2 separate regions of the Anser cygnoides genome follow, and region 1 is linked to region 2. The links are chromatin contacts, called in public Hi-C maps. All regions are on one chromosome and are shown on one strand. The core of a region is the stretch at or near the end of the contact, and the rest is flanking DNA. Distances in the headings are between cores, read along the strand shown.

Region 1 (3,826 bases), core at 1,013-3,512, 110 kb before region 2:
GAGGATCCTAGGAGACCTTGGGTCTGACTGGGGACTGAGGGATTGGAATTTGAGGAGCTGAAGTCCTTTGCAACATGAAACTGCATCTTTCATAGACTTTGGGCCAGGGTGAGACAGCACGCAAGTGGTGGTTCTCATTGTCACAGTTTTGAACTAAAGCAGCTGAACTCTGCCCAAGTCCTGCCATTACACCCCTCTTACAGCTGGATGCACACCTGCAAGACGTTCTGGCATCCCTGTTGCTGGTGCTTTGCTTCAGCAAAAATTAATTAAAAGCATTTAAAGCTGTTCCAACAAGACAATGTAGTAGCAATAATATTTAAAAGATACAACTTCAACGAGCCCACATTAGTCAATATTATTTATGTTAACATTTTTAACATATTATTATAAACTCTTATACTAGTAACATTGTAAATACCCACAATAGCTTTTTAATCTTAAGAGAAATAATCAGAAAAATCACCTGCTTTCCCTACCAGATGTAAAAGAACAAAACATTTCCTTTTCTCATCAGGATACTCAAGAAATCTTTTCAAATATTCATCTGCCAAAATCAGTGAACTATGCCACACACTCTCCCCCAGTCTGTTGACTTTCTGAAGGAGGAGATGGAGGTCAAGGACGATGCTATGATAGGTGCTTAGGTAGCTTTATTAGAAGAGCTTTAGATAATCTTTGCAAAAAGCCATATTAATGATGTTGCATATATAGATGTAAGCCAAAAAGATGGCTTGCAATCCAGAAGCCAGTGCTGTATGTGGTTCAGGGAGCTGAATCTGGACCAAAACAAGGATAAGAGTATGGCTTTTCAACGACTTCTAGTAGCTGCTTGTGAAGGGACTGAGAAAGGGAGATGGCAGGTTAGCAGGAAAGTACATGGAGAAGAGAGGTAAAGTGCAATGCAGGAGAATCTAAGCAAGATTGCCAGTATGAAGCTTCCAAGGTGGTCAAATGTGAAATGTGGATCAGCAACAGGTGGCTTTCCCTTAACCTCTGCCCTACACAAAATCAGGTTTATCTCAGCAGGAGCTGTGTAGTTAGGCTGAGCATGGGGAGAGGGGTTTATACTAAAACACAGTGATGTGGTGGCATAGGTGGCACAGGTCTAATGTAACCAGAACTGGAAGCTGAGGTCTGGAGGTCTTGCAGCTCACTCCTTTGATTTCGTTAATGTTGGGCAGGTTACAAAAACTTGCACCAGGCTTTTTAGCGTTCACAATTGATAGTAAACAGCAGGCGTGTAATGTCACCTGCCCAGAGTAACTTAAACTTGCTCAGAAAGCTGGGCAGAGGACAAAGTGTCCTTGGGTAGGACACCGTGCAGGCAAGGTGGACCCCCTTTTTGACTCAAGCCATCATGTTACAGCACTGAGCTCTTGGCATTAAGGAGCTTTGCAGTGCACTCATGGATGGCATTTATGTCAGATCTAAGAGCAGCTGGAGGATTCACCAACCCACTTCCAACTGCCTTGAGACATGGGATGTTTCTCAACCAGTGGGGAAAATCCCCTGGCCTAGGACATCTGCAGAAAGCTCAAAGGCCCTGTAATAGGCTGTGGAGAAGGAACTTATTAGGCTTATCTTTGGTTTTTATTTGTGAAGAGTTTCTTGTCTGCACAAGGTATTTTACCTCAGTCCTGATACGTTAAATCTTTCTTCCTTGGAGATTTAAAATATATTTGTTTTCACCATTTCTCCTCAGTCTCTATCTGTTGCTTGCAATACTAGAATAACACAGAGACTAAAACAGCCTGACGTGGACTTCCCCTAGAGATGTGTCAGGTGGTCAGGAACAACCTCGACGTTTCAGCATCCTAACTCAGCAAAATACAGATTCCTGGAAATAGGTATTTCAGCCGTGCCAAGAATGCTGCACCAAGCAATGCTGTTATCGATCCAGACCACACAATGAATGATAACTTCATGTATACAAGGACAGATCAAGTGTACTTCATAAAGCATTCCTTGAGAGTCTAATGAAGCACAGAGTGAGATTTTTGCCGTAAACCCACCGTGGTTCGCCTGGAGGCACGCTGCCACCTCCTTGGATCGCTCACTGAAGCAAAGATCAGTTTTGCGAGCTCTGAAAGTCACCCCCCCAGCCTCTCCTGCAGATCACGGCCAGCTTGCAGGTTTCGCTGCGCTTTTCTGCAGGGCTCAGGCACCACTAGAGGGAAACACAGCACCACCCTCGGCAGCTGCCGCGGAGGCCGAGGGCCGGTGGAAGGCCGAGGAGAAGCCAGGCTCTTCCCCAGGGGCTGTCCTGCCCTGGGACACCCTTCTGCTGGGCACTGCACGGGAACTGGGGCCGCGGGGGGGTAAATGCCACAAAGGGTGGCAGGGGAGGAACCCAGTCCCACTGAAACGGAGGAACTGCCCTTGAGAAGTTGGCGGGCTCACGGGGTTGAGGGCCTCCTGACAGGAAGCATGCTGATATTTCTGTATGGATAACATGAAGGGCATCAGGGGGAAGCTGCCTCTGGTTGGTAGTTAAATTGACATGAAGAGCTGCTCCCTGGTCTGAGAAAGAGGGGCAGGAGGTTTGTTCTCTCTTCATCACACTCTCTCTGAAGGAAGCACCTGGAGGCTGAGAGGCCCCAGGCACGGCGCTCACAGGGACACAAGTCCTCCACGGCATCTCCCCAGAGGCAGCGGCTCCAACCAGCCCAGTGCTGCGTCCAGGCAGTGAGTGAGGGCTCATCACCAGCCTGCCAGGGTGAGAGCAGTGACCCTTCTCCACTTCAAAGGTGCTGGATTCACCACTTTCCAGCATGGAAGCAAGGGGTTCAGCAGTTTTCCTAAAAGACTCATGTTTCAAACTTTGCTTTGGCTTGGCAGGGAGAGGTGAATGCATTCAGCTTATAAAAAGACAGTGCTGTTCCAAACAGCTCCTGGATTGGTTTGTTGCTGACAAGAATGCTATCAAAGGACAGATCAGTGACACAAAGGTTGACAAGAATGATCATTATCGTCATCATTCTTCTCACATACTCTTACCTTGTATAATAGACGTTTCCTCCCTAGACTTGGCCTTTAAAGAAAATTATGTCCAGTTCTCACCATGTTGTTTTCCATATCCTTGAATGATCTAGAAAAGGGAGTGAAGAGCCAAGTAGCAAAGACCACAGCTGATACAGAATTAGCCATAACAGATAAAACTGTGACTGAGAAGAATAGCAGAAATGTATTCTCTGCTACGTCATGTTATGAAACCCTATTTATGCATGAACAATCGTGGGCTTTAAATGAACTGTTTTTATTATAAGGATATAAAACTACTAGAGAATGTCCAAAGGAGGCTACAAAGATAGTGAAGGGTCTAGAGGGGAAGCGAGGAGGAGCAGCTGAGGTCCCTTGGTTTGCTCAGCCCAGAGCAGAGCAGGTTGAGGGGAGGCCTCATGGCGGCCTGCAGCTCCCTCACGAGGGGAGCGGAGGGGCAGGCGCTGAGCTCTGCTCTCTGGGGACAGTGACAGGACCCGAGGGAACGGCATGGAGCTGGGGCAGGGGAGGGTCAGGCTGGGTGTTAGGGAAAGGTTCTGCACCCAGAGGGTGGTCAGGCACTGGGACAGGCTCCCCAGGGCAGTGGTCACAGAACCATGCCTGTCAGAGTTCAGGAAGCATTTGAACAACGCTCTCAGACATAAGGTCAGATTTTGGGGTGGTCTTGTGAGGAGCCCGTGAAAAGCTCCCGTATGAGAAGAAACTCAACAGGTTAGAAGTAGACTATCTGAGGTTTGGAAAGTAGACAGCAGAGGGTGGTGACAGCTCAGTCTCATCACTGGTGGCCTAAGAAGATGTAGAAGGAGTCTCATTCCCTGTTTCA
Region 2 (4,036 bases), core at 260-2,759:
TTGTTGGGCACACAATGCCAGATACTTGACCAACAGGTTATACCCAATGTCACCGTTACTTTTTGCCACGTGAGTCAGCAAGGACTTAGCCACGTCAATGGGGCTGTTGTACCTGATCATATTGTTAAACATCACTTCTTCAAATATTTCTGGTGACGGAAAGCTTTCCCTCAGTCTATTCCATTCCTCAGCCTGTAAAGGTTTTTCTGGAGGCTGTACCTTGGCAAACTTATGCCTTAATGAAATGTGACTTATTCGTTTCTTGGGAGCTCCTGCAGAGGAAGAGAGGCGGAGTTTCTCTTCAGGTATTTGTTTAGTTTCCTCATCCCATCCTTTTTCTTCTTCGTAAACAACTTCAGACCTTTTCTTGGTAGGAAAGGCATCAGCTCCTTTGGGATCCACGGGTAAAGCAGTGCTGGAAGATGTCACGAAACTGAAACAGCTAACTTTTTCCCTACTGGGGATGCCGAAAGAGACAGCAAACAGTTGTTGACATCTCGAAACAGGCCAGAACATACGGCATTTCCACAGCAAAGCCTGCAAACCCTGCTGACTAGTTTGAGAAAAGAGTGCCATCACAAGAAGTTATCTCACTATCAGCTCACGGTGTTGAGAGAAGCTGTAATATGGAAACCAGCTTGCATGGGAAAGTTTATCATAAAGGTCTGAGGGCCGTCACGCTGCATAAGCTGCAGTTTCAAAATGTGTGTTCTGTGAGTCGTTTACAATTATTATGGAAACAAAAAAAGGTAAAATGTCTTCAAAAAAAAAAGACAATTACTCAGACTACGAGAACATTCATCCAAACGAGTGCCCTTCTGTCTAGAGATGACGCTTTGCAGGTTCGCGGCGCAGCATTTCTCTGACAGCTGCCGTACAGAGGAGGTACCGCTGCATGCAGCCAGGCCAAGGGCGCAGCGTTTCTTCCTCCTGCCTTCACGCAGGCCAGTTCGGGAGGTTCCCTACAAACAAGCACAGCCCGCACCGTCACGCCCTGCTCCGCACCACTCACACCGCCACCTTCACGGCTCGCTGTACCCCGACACCTCCAGGCCAGGAACCGCCCCGGGGGCCCTCGGGCAGTCCCGGCACGGCCCCCCCGCCCCCCGCCCGGTGCCAAGCCCCGCCTGCTCGCCCCCAGCCCCCCCCACGCCTCGCTGCCACAAAGCGGGGGCCCGCAAGCGACGCGGGCTGAACTACAACTCCCAGAGTGCCACGCGGCACGGCGGCGGCGCGCTGCCTAATGGGAAATGTAGTCTCTCTCCCCCCCTTTGCCCCGCCTCACCGCGCCAGAGCGTTCAGGAGCGCGGCAGCTACGCGCGCTGCGCTCTCACCCTGCGGGGCTCTCTCACCTCGCTCGGTGCGCGGCGGCCGTGGGCGCCTCGGTGCCGCGGGGGGCTCGCTGCGGGCCCGCTGCCCGCCCGCGGCGTGGAGCAGAGGCGGCCGCGCGGCGGACAGGGCGCTCACCGCCCCTCTCACCCGGAAGTGCTACTGGGCGCGCCCGCCGGGCTCACAGCCAATCACATCTCGGGGGGGGGGGGCGTGCGTTATAAGTCCTGCACGCCTCTAGCGGCTCCTTCCGCCATGCCAGTTGAGGGCGCGGCGCCCGGAGCGCCCGGAGAGCCCGGAGCGCCCGGCGCGTCGGGTGGGTGCAGGGCGCATGCGCGGCGCCGCTCTGCGGGGCCATGGACTGGGCGCGGAGCCTGCGGGGCCGCCTGGCTGCCCGCCGCCTCGGTGAGTGCGCGGGGGGGGGGGGGGGGCTGGCTCGTCTTCCTCCTCCTCCTCCCCTCCTCCTCCTCCTCCTCCTTCTTCTTCTCCTTCTGGAAGCCCTCAGCCGGGGCCTGCCTCCCCACTGAGTCTGTTATTGATGCAGTAGGTGTGTGCTCCGTTCCTTTCCGCGTAGTGACTGCCCCACCGCTCCGTGCGGCTGTGTAAGCGGCGGTGTTGGTTCCTCTTCGCGAGTCCTGCGGCGTGCCAGAGCTCTAGAGTCCAACGTGGAAACTGTTTTCTGTGTTAAGCAGCCAAAAGGAGCGAGCAGGAGCTGAAGGATGAAGAGATGGAGCTGTTCACCAAGTACTACGTGGAATGGAAGGGCGGGAGGAAAGGAGGCAACCCGTCATACACCAACATCCCGCGCTTCTACTACAGGGTAGGTGGGGCGGCCAGGTGAGCAAGAGGCTGTGTCGTCCCATAAAAGATGCTTGTGCTTATTCAAAGGGGCGTTTCAGCCTCAGAAGCTGAAGTATCTTGAGATCTGAAAGATGTGGATCTTCTATCTCTGTATGCATACAAATTTCAGCAGTTCGAAATAATTACCAAGCATCTCATGAAAGGACATGAAATAGCTTGGTACTCAGGCAGTAGGCTTGGGGGTTTCCTAAAGGTAACAAGTCCTGCTTCTCTTTCAGAGATACTTCCCTTTTAACTAAGTTTTGGCATACAGGTGTTACAAATAAGTACCTTCTTGTTTGTATTCAGACACTGTAGGCTGCTACTTTGTGAAAAGGATGGGTCCTTAGTCTTAAAAACTACAGATAAGGCTCTTGCTTGCATCTGCCAGAAATGCTTGGTCAGGCAACTTACCTGTGGCATACATCAGATAGCTTTGGGGGACTATGAGAACAAAAGTTTGACACCTTGATAGCGCTGGCATTTATCAGCTTGACAGTTCACTGCTGTCTAGTCTTGTATCGTCCCATATTCCTTAGGATCATGGGTTTCTGCCAACAAAGTTCTCATGTACTTATGTTTCAGTTGATGACTACACATGCAAACATAAGTTCTGATAGTGATAGTATAGTTTTTTGTGTAAATGTTGGTAGAATTTTCATACAAAGCATTCTTCCGTATTTTGCTGACCAAAACATGTCTCATAGACACGTATGCTTTTGAGAGTCAGGCCTATCATGAAACAGAAAGTGCTGCTCTCTCCTGACTAAAAAAACACTAGTAAATGTCTTGTGTAGCCCTTCTATCTTAAAACAGTGGGAAAATGCTTCTAAGGTGGGTTACCAGGTATGTGATAGGTCTCCCTGTCTCTCATGTCAACATCCTGCTTTAAATAAGTATTTCAGTAATGAAATAGTTTGAGACAGTATGCAAATGTAAAGTACACCTGTAGAATAAGCAGGTACCACACAGCATTCTGGTCAGTAGTATGATATTTTCGGTTGAGTAAACAGCTTTATCTGAGGGTGTGAGTCAGGGTTACCTAGGAATACTTGCTAGCTGTGTAATTTTTGAATGGTATTACTGTACAGAAAATTAAAACATCACTGTACAGAAAATTAAAACATCACAATGCTTTTAGCTGCCAGCTGAAGATGAAGTCTTGCTTCAGAAATTAAGAGAAGAATCTAGAGCTGTCTTTCTGCAAAGAAAAAGCAGAGAACTTTTGGATAATGAAGAGCTGCAGGTAAGAAAATATTTTCTGTACATCTTGTAATGACTTTTGACAAACTTCCTTTCTCTGCACAATTTGAGCATCTGCTGTCACCCCGCAGAATCTTGTGTGGCTGGTAAGGTGCTTTGTATTTGGGCATGTTGGCTTATTGTGAAGTCCTAGATAAAACCAAAGTGCTGAATAGACTTTGGCTGATAAGGTTAAGTGTAAGACTTCCTCTTGATGTACATGAGGATTAAATCAATGGCTTCTAGTTTTCCAGCACATTCCGTCAATTTCCTAGTGGGCCCAGAAGCAGTAAGTATTTGGGTATCCCTGAGAGAAAGTCCAAAGAGAGCTGAGTGTACTGCAGTGCAAATACAAAAGGATGTGACCCTGGAAATCCTAGTGGTGTGTGTGTAATGCCAGTTTAGAGCAGTGGAAGTACTGCTTGCTTGCTTTCCTGGCTGAAGTGATGTGTACTAATTAACTGAGATAGCCTTGCAGTAAAAATGCATTTTTGCTGCATTTCTTAGATGCTTTGTCTTATGCGCATTGATGTATACAGGGTGATATTTACTTAACCAAATATATAAATTCCTTTCAAGAATCTCTGGTTTCTACTGGACAAACATCAGACATCACCAATGATAG

Evidence for each region. Hi-C and Micro-C count contacts between places; a contact is called where the count stands out from the background.
Region 1: a contact with region 2 is called in a Hi-C map of liver, with 2.5 times the contacts expected there. The contact joins the enhancer-like site here to the promoter of PRORP in region 2. A contact is called at or near these places in 4 of 7 Hi-C or Micro-C datasets (granulosa cells and liver).

Annotation. Positions count from the first base shown.
Region 1 is chr5:40,411,952-40,415,777 of Taihu_goose_T2T_genome, reverse strand. No RefSeq gene overlaps it. Among named protein-coding and RNA genes, the nearest start is that of NFKBIA, 12 kb to the right of the region's middle. Within about 2 kb of position 2,262, at least 1 of the 3 cell types and tissues checked has open chromatin away from gene starts, as enhancers often do. A contact at or near this core is called in liver, where this site is marked.
Region 2 is chr5:40,299,560-40,303,595 of Taihu_goose_T2T_genome, reverse strand. PRORP (protein only RNase P catalytic subunit) reads right to left here and starts at 1,509. Exons shown (of 8, transcript XM_048059954.2): 1 at 1,353-1,509; 2 at 1-962. The coding sequence starts at 576. PPP2R3C (protein phosphatase 2 regulatory subunit B''gamma) reads left to right here and starts at 1,579. Exons shown (of 13, transcript XM_048059960.2): 1 at 1,579-1,734; 2 at 2,022-2,149; 3 at 3,311-3,415; 4 at 3,991-4,036. The coding sequence starts at 1,686.